2 separate regions of the Rattus norvegicus genome follow, and region 1 is linked to region 2. Evidence: chromatin contacts called from public Hi-C data. All regions are on one chromosome and are shown on one strand. The core of a region is the stretch at or near the end of the contact, and the rest is flanking DNA. Distances in the headings are between cores, read along the strand shown.

What was found. Hi-C and Micro-C count contacts between places; a contact is called where the count stands out from the background.
Region 1: a Hi-C map of Schwann cells shows a contact between it and region 2, with 6 times the contacts expected there. The contact joins two enhancer-like sites. A contact is called at or near these places in 2 of 12 Hi-C or Micro-C datasets (Schwann cells and frontal cortex).

The regions. Positions count from the first base shown.
Region 1 is chr8:41,770,352-41,774,872 of GRCr8, reverse strand. The region is part of intron 2 of Dcps (decapping enzyme, scavenger); the gene reads left to right. Among named protein-coding and RNA genes, the nearest start is that of Dcps, 9.6 kb to the left of the region's middle. Within about 2 kb of position 1,337, at least 26 of the 93 cell types and tissues checked have an H3K27ac peak or open chromatin away from gene starts, as enhancers often do.
Region 2 is chr8:41,388,177-41,393,143 of GRCr8, reverse strand. All of the region lies in intron 1 of Kirrel3 (kirre like nephrin family adhesion molecule 3), which reads right to left. Among named protein-coding and RNA genes, the nearest start is that of Kirrel3, 270 kb to the right of the region's middle. Within about 2 kb of position 1,818, at least 22 of the 93 cell types and tissues checked have an H3K27ac peak or open chromatin away from gene starts, as enhancers often do.

The sequences.
Region 1 (4,521 bases), core at 88-2,587, 380 kb before region 2:
GTTGAGTCCAGCTTTGGGATAGACCTGTAGTCCTAGCTCCTGGACTGAAGCCGAAGCAAAAGGCTCAAAGTCTAAGGTCTGTGTGGGCCATAGAGGGGGTTCAGGGCTGACCTGAACAACTTATGAGATGCTGTCTCAAAATAAAAAGAACACTGAGGTTTTAGCTTAAGAGTAGAGTGCTTGCACAAGTCTGAGGCCCTAGGTGTAATGCCCTTTACCACACAAAGGAAGAAAAGAAACCAAGTCATGGACAGTTGAGGAGAAGCTCTTCATGTGCTGGTCTTTGGCAGCTTTTCTGTCCCCCAGTGCTTGACAGCAGTAGTAGTAGACATTCAGGCGTGCAGGCAGCAAGGCATGCAGACAGCAGACAGCAGACAGCAAGGCATGCAGACAGCAGGCAGCAAGGCATGCAGGCATGCAGACAGCAGGCAGCAAGGCATGCAGACAGCAGGCAGCAAGGCATGCAGACATGCAGACAGCAGGCAGCAGGCAGCAAGGCATGAAGGCATGCAGACAGCAGACAGCAAGGCATGCAGATAGCAGGCAGCAAGGTATGCAGGCATGCAGACAGTGTTCCAGTCCTTGCTCAGGCCTCAGATATCGAGATACTTAGCTCAAAGAGTGTTAGAGCTCTTGCGTAAGACAGTATTCAGTAGCATTTGATACTGGCCAGTGTTGCAGCTTTTGTCTTAGCGTGTCTGATAACGTTGGGTTTAATGAGTTGACGGTTCCCAGGAACCCTTCTAGCGATCAGAGCCTGTAGTGTCTCTTCTCTGACTCCTTATCAGTCTTTTATCCCTTTTCATCCTCTGCCCCTTCTTGTCTTCTCTCTATGTTTGCGTGCATGTGTGCCCGTGCACCATGTGTGGTCACAGTGCCTTTGGAACTGGAATTATGGATAGCTGTAGGTAGGGATCATGTGGGAGCTGGGAACAAACCCCAGTCCTCTAGAAGAGCAGCCAGTGTTGTTAATCCTGCGTCATCTCTCCAGTCCCCTTCTCTCTCCTTAGTAGTTCTCCCACCACTCTTCTGCCCACTCTTGAACTGTCCGGCTGCTGCTTCCGCCATCAGGCAGCCCACTGCCGTGCCGTTTTTGCAGCTCAGCCTGTAGACTGTTCAGCCGTCCCTGCCATGGCCATTCCACCACTCTGTCCACCGCCACCCTGCTGTGTCTGTTGCTTCTCTCTTTGTGCTGCCATCTCTGCCGCAATTAGCAAAAGTAGGCAAGAGAAGACCACTCATAGGAGGACATTTGTTGGGTTTAAGTGAGCAGAAGAATGCCTCCTAGTCTGCCTCCTTATATAGCCAAAGAGGGGATGGTGCCTCAGTCACACAAATGAACGTTTGTGTCCCGGTGAATCCTGGCGGCATTGTTCCTTCTGCACCAGTCACAACGGTCCCTCTACAGGCCCATCAGGATAATTCTTCCTTTTCTAGCCTGAATAGACCTGGTGATAGGCAATCACAGCCCACTGCAAAAAGTGAGGGTGAGACCACAAAAGTTGCAAAAGTCAGATGCAAACTATTTGAAAAGGCTGTGGCTGGAACTGCACCTTCAGCAGCTGTCGGTCAGACGGTTTACTTGAGTGAACTGAATTACTGCTCACAGCCAGAGAGGGGATGGGTAAATCACAGGCCCATATGCAAATGAAGGTTTGTGCTTGTGCCAATCACAAGTATTTCTTTTGCTAGGTCACTAGAATAAGTGACCTGTGGCCTCTGGCCTGCTGGTAAACGATTTTCTCTATTGTTTAGCAAAGCTTGTAATAGCAAAAAAGTTCTAAACTATTTGAAATAGCCAAAGCTAGCTGAGTCTGCCCATCAGGAACCCAGACAGTTAGCTGTAATTGTTGTCTGGTTTCTTCATGTCATGCATGGAACATTTAAAATGGCCAGTGTTGCCTCACTGTTTGACTGACGGCCCCTTTGGTTAAGGCAGCTGGGAGTCCAGCAACTCACAGTTACAGAGTCAGGTTGCCCCATTACCCAGTGGCTTGGCTTATTGACAGAAACACAAACATCAGAAGTAATGTTTACTATAAGGACTTGCCAAAATTATTAGCACGGACATCAGTTTTAACGTATTTCAGCAGTATAAGGAGAATAACTGAAGTGCCCATAGATTCCTTTTTCTGTGGGACAGGCATTCCATAGCCACAAGGTGTCAGTGTTACCAAAGTATTCTGGCCATTAGCTCTTCAGCTCCAGGCATCCTAGTCAGGGCCTACTTAGAGCATTGTGTGCCCCCCTACCCGCCACCCCCTATGCTTCTCTGTTCTTAGCTTCCGAATTACAACTCGCTATGGCCTACCCTATGTACCTTAAAGTGAGGTTCCTGTAACCTTAGTCCTCTGTGTCCAATACACAGTTATATCTTTAAAGTTTTTTGCTGATCTGTGGTTCTTCTCAGCCTTTTCCCCCATAATATCACTGGACTAGGAGAGCCCTCCCTTCTCTCTGAGCTGGCTGCTGTCCTGGACTCAGCATAAATCATGTTTGACTGATTTCTTCTGGTCTTTCTTCCGTGACTGGTGATGTTTTCCTCTTATTCAAATCTGAGAGAATGTAGTCTCCTCTCTCATTGATTCCCTCCAGATTCTCAGCTCACCAAGAAGTAGCTTAAAGAGTTACTTTACACCAGTGACACAATGGAGGGAGCATGGACTTGGGAACTAGGCTTGCTTTGGTTCTATCTCAGTGTTAACAGTCCCTGATGGCGTTGTTCCTTCTGTCCCAGTCACAGCAGTCCCTCTGCAAGCTCATCAGGATAAATGTTCCCTTTCCATCCTGAATAGACCTGGGTCTAGGATATCACAGCCCACAGAAGGTAAGCAGTAAATGCGGGTTCAGGTAGACTAGGAATGGAGTCCTGTCTCTGATGTTGGTCGTTAGAAAGGCCCAGGGCATGCTTGTTCACTTAACACTTGAAGTTCTGCTCAGTCCGGATGCTCTAGTAGGTGAGTCTAAAACAAAACATGTCAGTAGTCTTCGGGTTTTGAGGGGAAGACAAACAGCAAACAAGTGAACAGTGTTTCAGAGGCCATGGGCAGAGAGCTGCCCAGACTGTGACCAAGGGGCCTCTGCATGTGGAGGTCATGCACCAGCAGAGACAGACTCGATGCTTGAGGAGGAGCCAGCTCGAGGAAGACAGGAGGAGAATGTTCTAGGCTCTGAGAACAGCAAGTCGTCTGGAGAAGAAAGGGGAACAGAGAAGAGGCTGTTAGGTTGGAAGTGCAGGTGGGAACAGTGACTGAAACATGGGCACAGGAAGTTGGTGAAGTGACTTCAGGTATTTTTTACATTAAACTGGGCTAGTAACTGAAAACATCTCAATGGGACCGTTATGAAATAGATGAAAAAGGAAGTATTTTGCAACAGTTTTTAGTCTCTGTCCTCAGTGAGAGGAACATTTTACTTTCTGGTTTCATACATATAAATAAGTATACAAGAATGTAAGTGGGCCAGAAGTTTCACAGAACAATATGACTTAGTGATATAATCACCAGTAGTTTTCTGTTTATTTCAAGTCTTATTTGTTTTCCTTTTTGAAATGCTGGGTTAACCTCCTAAAGTGATATCACGGCCCCAACCCACTGAGATGAGTAAGGTGTACAAAGTTCTTACACTACAGCTGGTGTGTGGAAAGGGTCAAAAAGCGTCAGCTCTCAGACTATCCTATTATCTCTCACTGTTTTTGCAGCTTCCCAGTGTCTGATCCTTGATGGATCACATAGGAAATGTGGCTGGCCCTGGCCGTGGTAGGTGGTAACCATGAAGAACCTGTGGGCCAGTCCATTGTCATCTCACATAGTTGGTCTTTGTGTGTCACCCTGGAAGGGCAGAGCCTGTGTTGACTCCTCCCACTGCCATGACTCCTGTTAATGGAGTTTTTCTTTGAGGTCTAGGTTTCCTCTCACCGGGAGAAGAAGGGGGAGATAGAGGTGAGAGGTGTGACTCAGAACTACAGGCTACCTTCTAAAAGGCCAATTGTTTGCCTGCTATAAAGCAGGGTGTGGAATCTCAGGTTTACTGGAGGAGACAAGAGTCTGTGTGTGAGCGGCCTGGACAGGGAGCAAGGGATGAGATCTTGGGAATCACTATTTTGGTTGCCTAGAACACTCAGTACTTAGCCACAGGCCAGGATTTTCTTCTAGTCTGTGCTCTTTACAGAGGCAAAACTCAAACTCCGGAGAGAGGAGGAAGGATTTGTTTGGGAGGAGCATTTTAAAAGATTAGCTAATTCTCAGAAGAGTTTCCCTGACAGAGCTGTTCGTGATATGAAGGACTAGATTTAGTCAAGTAGCAGTAGAGAAGGTCAGTAGAGTATAGTCTCAAGGTGGACAGCCTTTCTCTGGCAATGGAAATATAGCTGCCAGTATTCATGGAGGCTAAGTCATCAGGTCGGGGCAAGAGGCACATATGGTGTGATTCTGAGGAACAGGCAGATCTGAACAGTATGTTGCTCAGGTGTGCACGCATCTGTAATAATGCTGAGAGGGCAACAAAGACAGGATTGACCCT
Region 2 (4,967 bases), core at 569-3,068:
TAGATGTTTAGGCAGGAGGTACTGCATGTGCAGAGGCCTGGAGGTCTGAGCGTGTATTTTATATTTGAAGGTTAAGGGCAACAGGAGGAAAGACTTGGTTGGAACTCAGGGTGTTAGCTTAGGTGTGGAAGAAAAAGCTGTGGGTAGGTGATCAGGATTGTCCGGGCTTCTGATGCCATTCTTAAAAGACGCATTCTCATGGAAGCAAAGGTGCGCTACTGGGTGCTTCAAGAACAGGTGCAAGGTATCAAGGAAGATCAGTCAGGGGGCTGCTGCAGAGGCCCTGGAGAGAGGCGAAGAATGTGGACTGCGCTGTGCTGTTTGTAGCAGTTAGGGTGGGAAAGAGTCCAGACACACTAGGCAGCAGACGGAATGGGCCTTAGTGACTGAGGGGAGTGTGTATGTTGGAGAGGGAGATAGGCATTAAATACCAATTGCATAATTAATTATGCAATTACCACTGTGAGAGGTGGTCCCAAGAAGACTGAAGGGCTGAAGACCTGTGTGCGTGTGTGTGTGTGTGTGTGTGTGTGTGTGTGCGTGTATGTGCATGTGTGTGTTTGTGTGTGTGTGTGTGTGTGTGTGTGTGTGTGTGTGTGTGTGTATCTAACCTGGCTAGGTAGTGGGCAATGTTTCCTTGAGGTGGTAACATTTGGCTGAGTGCTTAGGAATGGGCTGGTAGGAAATATCCAGGTGAGGTGACAACATATACAGGTAGAGGATACAGGAGAAACAGGGTACCTTGGGGGGGTCTACTAGGTCAATCTGGCCAGAGTAGGTATGGGGCAGCTATAGTCTGTGGCCCCAGTGCAGCTCTATCATGTTTACTCAGTGGAATTTTATCAACACATGGCCATACTCACTGTTGCATATATTTTTGGATGTGGAGACTTTTGTGCTTTGGGGGTCCAGCGGGAGGAGAAGCAACAAAATGTCTTTCTTGCTTTATACACCTTCTCTCCTCTTCACCACATGAGCATGACACGGTAGAAGAGTCATAATAAAGACTTTCTAGTTGCTTAGTATATAATATTTATTCCCTGGCTTTATAGGAGAAGCTGGCTGACCCTGGGTTTTAAAGCAGTGTGTCAGGACTGCATCACTAGACTAGGCCTTCATGACTTGCTGTGCTGACCCACTCTTGATTTCTTATGCTCTGAGTGTGTCGTTTGGCTGTGGAAACATGCTCGGTTCATGAACAGCCCAAGTGACATGCACCTCAGTGGGAAAGGGTTTGTGTCTGTTGGTTCCCACTGGGGCTGAGAGCCAGCTGCACTTAGGTGCCTACCTCAAGTCATCGACCAGCTTCACTCTTCTGTTTCCTGCTCCCTTTCTCCCTCCTCTACATGGCTTCCCAGATTTCTCCTACAACAAAATGACTCACATTTGAATGCTCTGTCTCTGAGCAGAGCCTAAATAAAACCTGGGGTATCCCTAAGCTGCCCATGGTAGGACCTGTACACCAAGTCCTACCATAAGAGGGTGTCTTCCTTTGGGTAATTAGCAGAGTTTTGATTATTGGGTTCTTTCTACCCCTCCCTGGCTTCAAGCCACAGGCTGAAGACTTGAGTTTAATCCCCCCTTTAGAGTCAAACACACACACCAGCCATCTGCCGAGCTGAATGGTTGGGGACTCTCCATTCTGCAAAGTCACACCCTCCACAAGCCTATTACCCCTTCACCCCAGGAACAGTGCCCAGACAACCAAGCTACTTTCTGTTTTGTCATCAGATAATTCTGTTGCTTTCCTCCTCACGGGGAACTGAGCCGAGAAAGAAAGCAATTGAGAGAGCCAGCCTTGGCCTGCTCATGCCGTCCCCATCTGTTTTGTGGGGGAAGGCGAGGCATCTATTTGGTGTTTCTCAGTCTCCTTCCCAAAGAGCACTGTGTACCACTGCGGCCGGGCTGGGTCTGTTGGCAGCTTTTGCTTGCACTCACTAGCCTTTGAGAGGGGGTCTCCGAATTAAAATGCATGTCTTAAGTACATGCTTGTCTTTCCTGGGGATTGTTGACAGCCAAAGACCACACGGTCTCATCAGCGTGATCTCTGAGAGAGGCACGATCAGGGCAAATGGCTCCAAATGGAGATGAAAAAGCTTTTACAGTGACAGGGAAAGGCTACTGCAGGCTACTTGAGAAAATGCAGCTTGGGAATAGGGGGAAACATGGGCCGCATGGGCCGAGGTGCAAATCAAAGACAAGAGGGAAGTGCCGTAGCACAGAAGTGATATGGAGGAGACAGGAAAAGAAAGAAGGGAAGGTAGTCACGGCAGTGGTGAGGGATTGGAGGAGGAGATGCTACAAGCATCAGAGAATTCAAAAGAACAAGAGAGGGGGGCAGGGTGTTCAAATACCAGCAGAGGTGAAGGTGGGTGGAAGGACCCATGCTCTAGAGTGACCCGTGAAGACACACGTCCAGTTCCTGTCTGAAGAATAGGCAATGAGCTACAGTGTTTACTACTCAGGGGGAAAATGGCTCCTCTTTGGCTTAGCACAACATGCAAATTACCTTCATAGCATTTGAATGCACCCAATGATAAGACCTAGGGTCTTCCAGAAAAGGCTGGGAATAAAAAAGATGGAGAAAAGAGGAGGATAGAAAGAGAACAGGTGTGTATGTGTGTTGTGTGTGTGTTGTGTGTGTGTGTTGTGTGTGTTGTGTGATGTGAGTGTGTCTGTGTTCTGTGTTGTGGTGTGTGTGTTGTGTTGTGTGATGTGTGTGTGTCTGTGTTGTGTGTGTGTTGTTTGTTGTGTGTGTGTTGTGTGATGTGTGTGTGTCTGTGTTGTGTGTTATGTGTGTTGTTTGTTGTGTGTGTGTGTTGTGTGATGTGTGTGTGTCTGTGTTGTTTGTTGTGTGTGTGTTGTGTGATGTGTGTTGTGTGTGTGTTGTTTGTTGTGTGTGTGTTGTGTAATGTGTGCTGTGTGTGTGTTGTTTGTTGTGTGTGTTGTGTGATGTGTGTGTATGTTGTATGTTGTGGTGTGTGTTGTGTGTGTTGTGTGATGTGTGTGTATGTTGTGTGTTGTGGTGTGTGTTGTGTGTGTTGTGTGATGTGTGTGTATATGGTGTGTCTGTGTTGTGTGTTGTGGGGTGTGTGTGTGTATGTATGTATGTATGTAAGGTGGTTGGTTGTAAAGGAGAATGGACTGAGATGGAAAGGGGAAAGGAAGGCTGGAGGGGAAGCAGGAAGATCTGTGTAAGAGAAGAGAGGGTGGAGTAAGGATTAAAGAGAGGCAGGGAGAGAAGGTGGAAGGCAGAATGCAGAGAAGAAAGAATTTGAAACTTTAAAATAAAAACAAAGCGGTTTTTGGACCTGCCAGAAGCCAGGCATTATTTTGTTGTCACATTTAATCTTCACATCATCTCCTCATTGGCACCATTACCCTGAAGTGGATCTTTTGGTAGCATTTTTTTTTCTATGATCCAAAGGCAATAACCTAAAATGGGTCTCTGAGAGCTTCATTAGCTGCCTGAAATGCCAACACCCAGCTAAATGAGATGGTGGAATTCGAACTCAGTACCAATGAAGGTTTCAGATGATTCCACATAGCATCCCTCAAAGGAAGCAAGGCAGGTATTTGCTTTCTGGACCTTAGGTTCCTGTCTAAACCATGCCCGCTGCTGAACAGACTCTGGAGAGATTGTAGCCTCTGAGAACTTGGGCCTCCGACCACCAGGGGGAGCCATGCCCCCAGCAGAAGCAGGAACCTGGTGTCAGTAAGCACCAGACACTTGAAACAATGTGTTATTTGCTGTCTTGAGTTTAAGAATGTAGGGCATCTGAGGGTGCTCAAGGCAGACTGCAGCGGAGTACGCTGATTCCTGCTCCTTCTTTCTCTCTTTGCCCTGGAACCTCATCTTCCTTATTCAAGGCAGATTTGCTTCTTATTCCAGCTTGTGGCTGTGGACTTTTTCATGCTGTCGTTACCTGTCAGTCACCCTTGACAACCAAAGCCTGTCTGTTCGCTAACACCAATGGGCCTGAGGCCAGCAAAGTGTCCTGTGCATCACAGAAGGTCGGAATATTTTTGACAAGCGAGTGAGTGAACAGGAAGGCCAAGACATGTGTGAGTGGGGAGGAACCTTGAGGATTCATCTGGCCTCACCTGGCTGGCTCACCTCAGAACCACTTACGTCACTATGACAAAGTACTCCACAAACATCATTTCCTTTGCTCCTTCTACCCCCTCGTGTCCCCACGCCCCCCCTTCCCCCCCCCCCCCCCCCCCCCCCGGCTTCATTCAAAGCTGCCTTCCCTTCCTGGTCTTTAGTTGTTTAACCCACTGGCACTTTCATTGGAGCGGATTGCTGCAAATGAGGAGAACTTTAAGTCATTCTCTTATAGAACAATAAAGGCTGCCTCCCAAGGTTGGTATGTAGACATGTTACTGGTGTTTATAAGCCGGACACTTTAGGAGATTTCCCATCCTCTGGGTATGTGAGCCAACAGTGATAGAAAATTCTAGAAATGAGCTGCATGTCACCCTGTTTCTGCTGAATCAGCATCTCTGGGAGCTCCCATTGTGAATGGGGCTTTTGCTAGCTCTTGGGCTTGGGAATGACTGTTTCCACACACCTTCCCGATGTCCTGCTGAGGAATCTCAAACTAATTTTCCTTTGACTGTTCTGAGATGGGGTCTGATATAGCCCTCATGGGCTTCAAGCTGCCTGAGCCTGGAAATGACCTTAAAGCCCTAATCCTCCGCTTCTGCCTCAGGAGAGGCTGGGGTGACACCACCGACCTGTGTGTCGTCACCATCTCATTTGTAAGGGGTGTCAGGGAATCAGCCCAGGGTCTCGAGTCTGCTCCGTTGGTGCCCACTGCAGTACAGTCCCAGCACCCTTCTCCCAGCATGCTCTTGGACGCTAAACCACCTCAGTCTAAGCAGATTCTGTCTGTCGTAGTGAACTCAGGGTCACTGCAAAAGGAAGAAGTCAGTTTCCACCAATGTCGTTTGTCCTTTTTGAG